Linked DNA regions of Canis lupus: region 2 is linked to region 1. The links are chromatin contacts, called in public Hi-C maps. All regions are on one chromosome and are shown on one strand. The core of a region is the stretch at or near the end of the contact, and the rest is flanking DNA. Distances in the headings are between cores, read along the strand shown.

Region 1 (4,334 bases), core at 741-3,240:
TGTGAGGACAGTGTCTAAAAGAGGTAGCCCCAGTTAGCAAATATCCAAGGACAGCCAAGTAGATCTCAGCTCTCTGAGGGAAAATGGACATGGTATTGTACCTCTTACCCAGACAGCTCAATGTCGGCAATTTCCAGGAGTGCTGGTAGTCTCTGTTTTCGTGTAAATGCCTGGAAAACAGGTCACAAAGTCAACCAAGTTACAAAGGGAGCAGAGAGCCCCGTTCTCTGGGAAGACAGATTCGCAGTCTGTGGGGCCATGTCTGTACCTGCTAGGTGAGCTGGAGAGGCAGGCCTGATTCCTTGGCAGTCATTGTGACAGGTGTGGGCGTGGGTGAGGAGAGCCCCAGGGGCAGGAGGCTGGAAGCAACCAGGCATCTACCCCTGCACCCACTGTGCTGCTCTAAGGAGCCCTGAGCCTGCCCAGACATGTTGACAGAGCACCTCTCACTTCATCCCCCTCAAAAAATTCACAGCACCCATTTCCATGTTCTGTGAGATTCCTATCAAGGAAGACTTGTAACCAGAGATCATAAAGGGTAAGCACTAGAGTCTTTATGATCTCTGGTCACCAGTGGAGTATAGGCAATTTGGGAACTCTAGGTTCTGAAGGCTCAGCTGTGTTCTTTGGAAATTTCCATGACACCCAAAGCCATTGTAGGTTCTTGAGCAGGAAGGTTCTTAAAAGCTAAATTGGACCAAAGGTTCTGAAAAGCTAAATTGAACCAAAGCTAAATTCAACCAAAGACTGAGTTGGTTGGAGGAGATGGGGCTTAGGATGAGTGCTTAGCGCTGAAGGTAGTACTTCCTGTAGACTTCTAGCCACCATCCCAGGAGGCCCTAAGACTGGTTTCCCTCCATCTCCACTCCCCAGAGCCCTTGGTTTAGTTTGTTTTTTTGTTTTGTTTTTTTTTTATTTATTCATGAGAGACGCAGACAGAGAGGTAGAGACACAGGCAGAGGGAGAAGCAGGCTCCCATGTGGGACTAGATCCCAGGACTCTGGGATCATGCCCTGAGCGGAAGGCAGACACTCAACCACTGAGCCATCCAGGCCTTCTGAACCCTTGGTTTTGATGGGTTTATGGTAAAAGGGCTACTCACATTACGGTAGGAGGGTAACTACTCTTGGTCTGCATCTTACGAGTTACTAACATGAGACCTTTTTTTTTTTTTTTTTTATAGCTCCAGCTGACCGGTACTACAAGATGAAATGTATAGTTACTAAGTTATTTAAATAACGGAATGGAAAGCCATCTGATTAACCATTCAAGTATTACATCATCTTCAAGGGAATTTTGGAAATTTAATCCTGAAGTGGTCCCTCATCAGAATATTCTGTTTTGGAAGCAATATCACCCAACAGCCAGCATCAGTATCTATTCTATGCCTCTTACAGTCTATGACTAGATACTATAAGTGACTTTTATCTTGAAATTTTTTACTACAAATTTTATATTGCATATAAAGTTGTAAATATATGTAACTTGGTGTAAATATGTACATAAGCAGTAGGTAGTTTGGCATTTTCTTTTCCTCTTAGGTCAGAAAAATATGATCACATACCTCAGAAGGTAAAGGCTTTTTCCTAAAATCTGTCTTCCACTTCCCTTTTGTTTTAGAGGGAAAAGGTTCATTGCAGAATTGGCAGTGGAGTGAGAGAGGAGATGGGCAAGATACTTGCCATGTGCTGGGTCCGTGGCTTTTGACTGAAGGCAAGAACACATGGGTCTCTGGTTTATTTTGCTGAGACCAGACCACCACCATCTAAACATGAGGAGGCTTGTCTCATTAAGATCTCCCAACTCACTCAGTATCTGGTGTTAGTTGTCACATGGGCAGGGAGACAGCAGAGAACTCTTAAAAACTGCGAAATCCCATATAAATGCAGAACAGCAGACTTGAATGAGGAAGTGGATGGCCCTGGCTGGCCCTCGGGTAGCCGTCGTATGTGCCAACATGCTAGGCCTTAAGCTCCTGAACTCACACCACCCCTGGAACTCCTGTCACATAAGAGTCTTCTGCCTAAAAGAGGAAACATCGCTTTTTTACACTAAGGCAAAGTGCATTGAAAGGAGCCCCATGGAACAGCTCTATCTGGGTCCCCTACAACTTTCAGCAAGAATGAGGTGGGGACCTGGGAGCCCTGAGTACTCCTGGGAGGACCCCTACTTCTCTGTAGTTCTCCCACCTCTGGCCAGCAAAGCTTCCAATCAAAGTTTGTATCGGGCTGATCTTGTGAAACCCTTCATTCCAGGCCCTGTGGGGACTCCCAGCACATCCTTTACCTTCCAGTATATAGGCTTCATCGCTATATGCTCTGAAAGGCCCTTTTCAGCCCCTCCAGCAACAGCAAAATTCCTTGTGTTCTCTGCTATGCATGTTCCCTTCACCTTTCTGTACTCACTGAAACCTGACCTCCCCAGGGGTGCTGCTTCCTGAGGCCCTGTCTAGGGCCCGCAGCTTTCTCTCCTGTACCCCTGGGACACTGGGCAAGAGTGCGGGCCAGTGCCCTGCTGGCTTCTGCCTGCTTCGAGTCCATGCCTCCATCCTTATTTCCAATGGGCAAACCAACCGATCACCAGCATCAAATGTCCCCCTTTTCTTGATTTTTTTATTACTCCTTAGCCTGTGGAGATTTTAGCACTAGGTCCAGAACACTCTTTCCTAATACTCCAGCCTTCAGAAACTGAGTGTGCTTTCAGAACCTCCAAACCAGGGCCTGGGCATGGCCTGCCGCAAGCACCTTGTCCTCCTCCCTTCCCAGCAGCCACCGCCCTGGTCTTGCCCCTGACCTTCCACCACCAATGCCCGCAGCCCCTCACAGTCTCCATTACAAGCATCCCGCTCCACTCTGTCTTGTGTGTCTCTTTGTGAGGGCCCCACTCCACAGACCCTGCAGCCCCACCAGGTCCTGCAAGCCAGTGACCCCACTGCCTCTCACCGGCCCACAGACACTGGGACTTCTCATTTCCCGAACCAAGCGGGGTCTCCCTGTTCATCATGAGAGGGACTCTGCTACCTTCACTCTTTTACCCTCCTGCTTGTCCTCACTTGGCCAGATCCCAACCGTGGGTGGAGTCACCTCTGCTGGTTCCCTCCTCATACCTGAGCTGCTGCACAGGCAGGACAGCACAGGGCTGAGGAGTGTCATCTTAGGGACCACAGACCCCTGAGGGGTTCCCAGTGGCTCCCAGTTGGCCTTATTGCATCACCCTGGCCTGCTCACTGTCTCCTCATCTCCCTTCCTAGACTTGCAGCCCTAGGTCCTCGTGCTTGGCTACTCCCCTCGCCTCCTCTGTCACCGAAAACAAAAGCATCTAGAAGAACCTCCCACCACATGTCCACACACCCAGCAGCATTGCCAACCATGTTCTTTGCCTCCCCTCTCATGACTGAGCATGAACCTTCCATGTTCCTCCCAAAACCAGTGTCTCCCCTTGTCTTAGTCTGCTGGGGCCTCCGTGACAAACTACCATAGACGGGGTGACCTAAAAGGCAGTAACTTCTTTTCTCACAGTCCTAGAGGCTGGAAAGTCCAAGATCAAGGTGCTGGCTGCTTCGGCTCCTGGTGAGGGCTCTCTTCCCAGCTTGCAGGTGGCTGCCTTCTCACCGTGTCCTCACAGCTGGGAGAAGAGTCCTGGTGTCTCCTCTTCTTCTCAGGGCAGCAGCTCTATCAGAGCAGGTTTCTACCCCTATGACCTCATTGAACCTCTGTCACCTCCTCCCAGGTCCTTTCTCCAAATAGAGTCACACTGGGGTTAGGGTCTCAACATATGAGTCTTAGGACGAAATTTCTGCCTATAACACTGCTCATGCGCAGGATCCCACCTGCCCTCATCTACTTCAGGACATCACCCTCCTTGTCCACCTCTCTCCTGCATCATCAGCATTGACCTTTCTGCTACCTCATACAAACATACTGTCATTTCTCATATCTTCAAAAAACCAAAATATTCTTGAATCACTTCCCTGCCTAGCTCTTGTCTCAGTTTTCTACTGTCTTTAACGGAAAAGTTTCTCAAAAGAAATGATCTGTACTTTTTTTTTCTTAGTCCTCTCTTATTCTTTCTTGAACCTGCCTCCATCAGGCTCTCTCTCTCTCACTCACACACACACACACACCACTGCTTGCAAGATTACCAGTGATACTACACACACACACACACACACACACACACACTGTGGTATCTGGTGGATAGTTCTCTAGCCTCTTCTTGCCCTGCTTGTAAGCAGCATTTGACTCAGTGGAGCACCTACTACATACTGAGCACTTTGTAGGCACTAGGTTCTATGGGGTATGTGGGAGGCAAACAGATTTATGGATGCTTCTGTT
Region 2 (4,274 bases), core at 1,538-4,037, 38 kb before region 1:
TTTTGGGGGCAAGTCCTCAATATATGAATAGAGCCTCTTTGGCCCATTGCCCAACTCGGGTCCACCTTTTCAAGCCGCTTTTGATTCATGAAGTCTGCTAGGCATATAAGCTCTCTTAAAAATGCTGTAGAAGGGACAGCTGGCTGGCTCAGTCGGTAGCATGTGTCACTCTTAATCCTGGGGTTCTGGGTTTCAGCCCCATGTTGAGTGTGGAGATTACTTTAAAAAATATTTTTAAAAAAATGCTTGATGCACAGCATTTCTCTTAATGAAAAAGCTGGCACTGTTCTGCTAGTCTTGGTCAGCAGAGCATCCAACCAAAGAAGACCTAATGAATCATTCTTTACTCGAAGGCCGGAGACCATGACCTGAGGCATACTTCTCAGCCCCACGTGACTGGGCAAAATTTTCCCCAGCCCTGCTCTGGAGATGGTTGACCGCTCCTGCTGGCTGGTCCAAACGACAGCATGGTTGCCTATCTGAAAGTTGCATCCTGTTCTGTATGACGGGGTAAGAGTCGTGCTTTGGATGTAGCTTTAGTTGGACTCCCAGTTTTGCTCCTTACTATGTGTCCTTGGGCAAGTCACGCATCTTCTCTGAGTGTCTGTTTTCTCATTTGTGAATTTAGAGACAGCAAGAAGATTAAATTAATTGGGGGTAATGCACTTAATGCAAGGCCTGGCTTAGTAAGTGCTCAGCATACGTTTGCTGTTACATCACTTCTCAGTTTAAAAATATTCAGGGGCACTCTAGTGTCTAAAAGTTTGACCCTATCCTAACTTTCTCAGTTGGCCTGAGTTCCTACTAGCCCATGGCAGAGCAGAAACTTGATTTTCTCCCATTTTGTGCTATACACCGCACCTGCCTCACGTTCCAGTATCTACAGATGGTAGGGATGTTTTAAGGTAGGATACTTCATGGTACATGACGTTTGTCCCCCACATTTCACTGATAGAGATACCTTTAGGATTTATGGTTATTTATTTATTTATTTATTTATTTATTTATTTATTTATTTATTTATTTATTTATTTTTGGTAGGCTCCACACCCAGCATGGAGCCCAACACAGGGCTTGAACTCAACAGTGCTGCATCAAGACCTGAGCTGAGATCAAGAGTTGTGTGCTCTAGGCGCCCCTAGATAACTTAAGATTTTTTTGGCTGACTTAAGAACTAATGAATCCTTACAGTATAGTTCAGATGTCTTGAGTAGTTTGGGGATCCTGGCTTGAGGATGATGGAGATGACAGCAACAATATGGCAATTTCCCCTGTTTCACAACTGACAGGTTGGTGTTTATTAGGACAGCAGGATATCCTGTTCACTGGAAGAGCTTCAGAGTTCCCTTCCCTCCCACAGCTGGGCAGGAGCAAGTCGTGCTTCTCTCTGAAAGGGGACAGACGGGAAGGCATGTGGGGAGCTGGTTCTGGGAGTTCTTTGACAAATTTGACAGACAAGCCAATCAAGAATTCTTACCACCACTAGGCTAGGGGGCGCCTGGGTGGTTCGGTGGGTTAAACGTCTGAGGTGGGCCCAGGTCAAGATCCCCGAGTCCTGGGCTGGAGCCCCACATTCTGGCTCCCTGCTCGGCGGGGAGTCTACTTCTCTCTCTGCCCCTTCCGCGGCTCATGCTCTTTCTCTAATAAGTAAATAAAACCTTTTTTTTTTTTTTTTTTTTAAGAAGATTAAGCACTAGGATGGTGTGTCCAGGTGCCTGTTGCAGCTGAGGTGGGGGGTTCTGGGGGGAGGCCCAACGGTGCGGAGCGACTGGACCGACTTCTCAGCGTAAAGGAAAGCCCACAGCTGAGTTGGAGGAAGAGGAAAACAAAGAGGAAATTGAGAAGGGAGAAACCCAAGGCTAGGACCCCCAGCTCTGGGGAAGGTAGTGTTGGGGGGGTCGGGGGGGGGGCAGGCTTAAGGAAAATGTGGCCTGGACCGGAGTGACACGGGCGGGGCCGGCTGCACCAGGTAATCAGGCACGTTGTAGCAGTTGCCCCCAATGCCCTGTGCTTTCGTTCTACTCCCCCAGGACGGTGACTGGCAGGAGAAGGCGACTCCGGGGGGCGGGGCGGGGCGGGGCGGGGCGGGGGGCCGGCGGCTGCGGCCGTTGCTCCAAGCGCTGCAGGAAGCCTTGGCAGCCCCTCGGTGCCTGCGCAGTTCCCCTGGCACCTGGGGGCCAGCTTCGCGGGGGCGGTGAGCGCGGCATCCCGGGCTACCGAGGCCTCCGTCACGTCCCAACGTCCAGGGAAAGTGCCGGAGGAGCGCGAGGCACCGAGATAAGCCACGGGGCGCGGTTAAGCGTCTGCCTTCAGCAGGTCGTGATCCTGGGGTTCTGGGGTCGAGCCCCGCGTCGGGCTCCCTGCTTGGCGTGGAGCCTGCTCGCCCTCTCCTACTCCCCCTGCCTGTGCTCTCTCTCTGTGTCAAATAAACAAAATTTAAAAATCCAAAAATGGATAAATAAAAACGTAAGCCACTTTGGAGGAGGAGCTCCGCAGAGCAGACTGGTGGCAGCGGAACGACTCTGGGGTCCGGGTGGGCGCGCGACCGCACCGCGGGGAGAGGAGGCAGGCGCGGGGGCGCAGCGGGGGCGCAGCGGGGCGGGGCCCGAGGCCGGGGGCGGGGGCGGGGCAGGGGGCCGGGCCCGGGGCGGGGGGCCGGGACGGGAGCCGAGGCCGGGGTGGGGCGGGGGGCAAGACCCGGGGCGGGGGCGGGGGCGGGGGCCGAGGCTCGGGCCCGGCGCGGGGCCGGGCGGGGCGGGGGCGGGGCGGGGGCGGGGCGGGGCGGAGTCCGGGGCGGGGCCCGGGTTTGAGGCCCCGGCCACCCGGGAACCCATCGTCCGGGCTGAGTCCTGCCGGGAGGCCTGCCGGCCGCGCCATGGCCGCAGGGAGAGCGCGGGGCGCGGCGGCGGGGGTGCTCTGCGCGATGTGCCTGCTGCTCCAGTTCGGTGAGTGGAGGCCTTCCCGGGCTCGCCGGGGCCGGGGCCGGGACCGCGCTGGGGGTGTCGGTGGCCTCGGGGCTCCGCGGCCGGCGGACGCCCCGAGTCGAGGCGGCTCAGGGGGACTGGAGACCAGGAACGCAGCCCGCGGGGCGAGGCGGGACCTCGTCCGGCCGACTCGTCGCTTCAGTCTCCCGTGGGCCGCCAGGAAGCCACTCTGACCTTAGGCACGCGAATCTTCGTTGGGAGGAGGGGCGGGACTGCGCTCCGGGGCCGGGCCCGACACCCCCGTCGTGCCCGCTCGGGGTTCCTCCGGAAGGGTGTGCCCTGGCTGACGTTCCAGGGACTCTAGGTCGCTCGTGGTTCCCCCCGCCCCGCCAGCCCCAGGGGACCGTCGCCGAGCCCTCGGACGGCCCTTTCACTGCTTCCGCGGGGCTGAGCTCTCCCAGGACCGGCCCCGGCCCCGGCCCCGGGTCGCACCTGCGCAAGGACGCGGCTTATCCGCGGCGCGCCCCGAGCGGAGGAGGGCGCAGGAGCGCGGCTGCAGCCTGGTGCCGGGGCCCCGCCGCGCCCCCGTCACCCCCCGTCCCCCCCCGTGACCCCCGCCGCCCTGCTCCGCCCGCCCCCCTTCCCCCCCCGTGCCCCCCGCGCCCCAGCCGCGCCCGCCCCTGCGCCGCTCCTGCGGGCCGAGAACCCGGCCTGGGTCAGCGAGCCGCCGAGGGAAATGTCTGAATCTTTCCGGGGTCCTGAGCGGGGCGGCTGGTGCTCCTTTGCCCTCCCTTGAAAACGTCAAAGAACTCCACGTGTCTAGAACGGAGTTCATCCTTTTCCCACTCCTTGTGCCCGTCTCCCTTTTTGCCTCCCCCCCCCCCCCCCCGCAAAGCCCTGCACACGGAGTCACAGCCAAACTCTTGGAGGGAGCACAGTACTAAACCCTTCACTACTTCTTCTTTCCTTGAGGGTTTCCTGTTGGGGCCCGCCTTGCACATGCTACAGATCAACCTTGCATCCTCATTTCTGCCTCAGCTTCCGTGGAGTGCTGTGGACCCGCGTCTGCGGAGGACAGCCTAGCGGGTTGGGGTGCAGAGATAGCACAAGTGCCTACAGTACAAGGCACAGAAGTAAATGGAAGTCACGCTGAGCATAAAATGCGATGGTCGTGCACAGGGAGGGGACCAAGGTCTTTTGTGAAGTCAAGTATTTCTTGTAAAGCAGAGATTCCACGGAAGGAAGGATATTTGAACCTGTCCTCTGAGGATGGGTGGCGGTGTGGGCGTGCCATGATGTGGGGAAAAGGGAAGCAGCATGTACAAGGTGAACCTGGGCAGTGAAGAGTCC

The links. A called contact is a pair of places that touch in the nucleus more often than the background predicts.
Region 2: a Hi-C map of blood shows a contact between it and region 1, with 3 times the contacts expected there. The contact joins the promoter of CD58 here to the enhancer-like site in region 1. A contact is called at or near these places in 3 of 9 Hi-C or Micro-C datasets (amygdala, blood and liver).

Annotation. Positions count from the first base shown.
Region 1 is chr17:54,497,972-54,502,305 of UU_Cfam_GSD_1.0, reverse strand. It overlaps CD58 (lymphocyte function-associated antigen 3), which reads left to right. Exons shown (of 6, transcript XM_038561872.1): 6 at 1,184-4,334. The coding sequence ends at 1,193. Among named protein-coding and RNA genes, the nearest start is that of CD58, 38 kb to the left of the region's middle. Within about 2 kb of position 1,990, at least 2 of the 20 cell types and tissues checked have an H3K27ac peak or open chromatin away from gene starts, as enhancers often do. A contact at or near this core is called in blood, where this site is marked.
Region 2 is chr17:54,537,119-54,541,392 of UU_Cfam_GSD_1.0, reverse strand. It overlaps CD58 (lymphocyte function-associated antigen 3), which reads left to right and starts at 2,787. Exons shown (of 6, transcript XM_038561872.1): 1 at 2,787-2,945. The coding sequence starts at 2,876. It overlaps LOC119869734 (a long non-coding RNA gene), which reads right to left and starts at 1,858. Exons shown (of 3, transcript XR_005372635.1): 1 at 1,478-1,858; 2 at 1,190-1,387.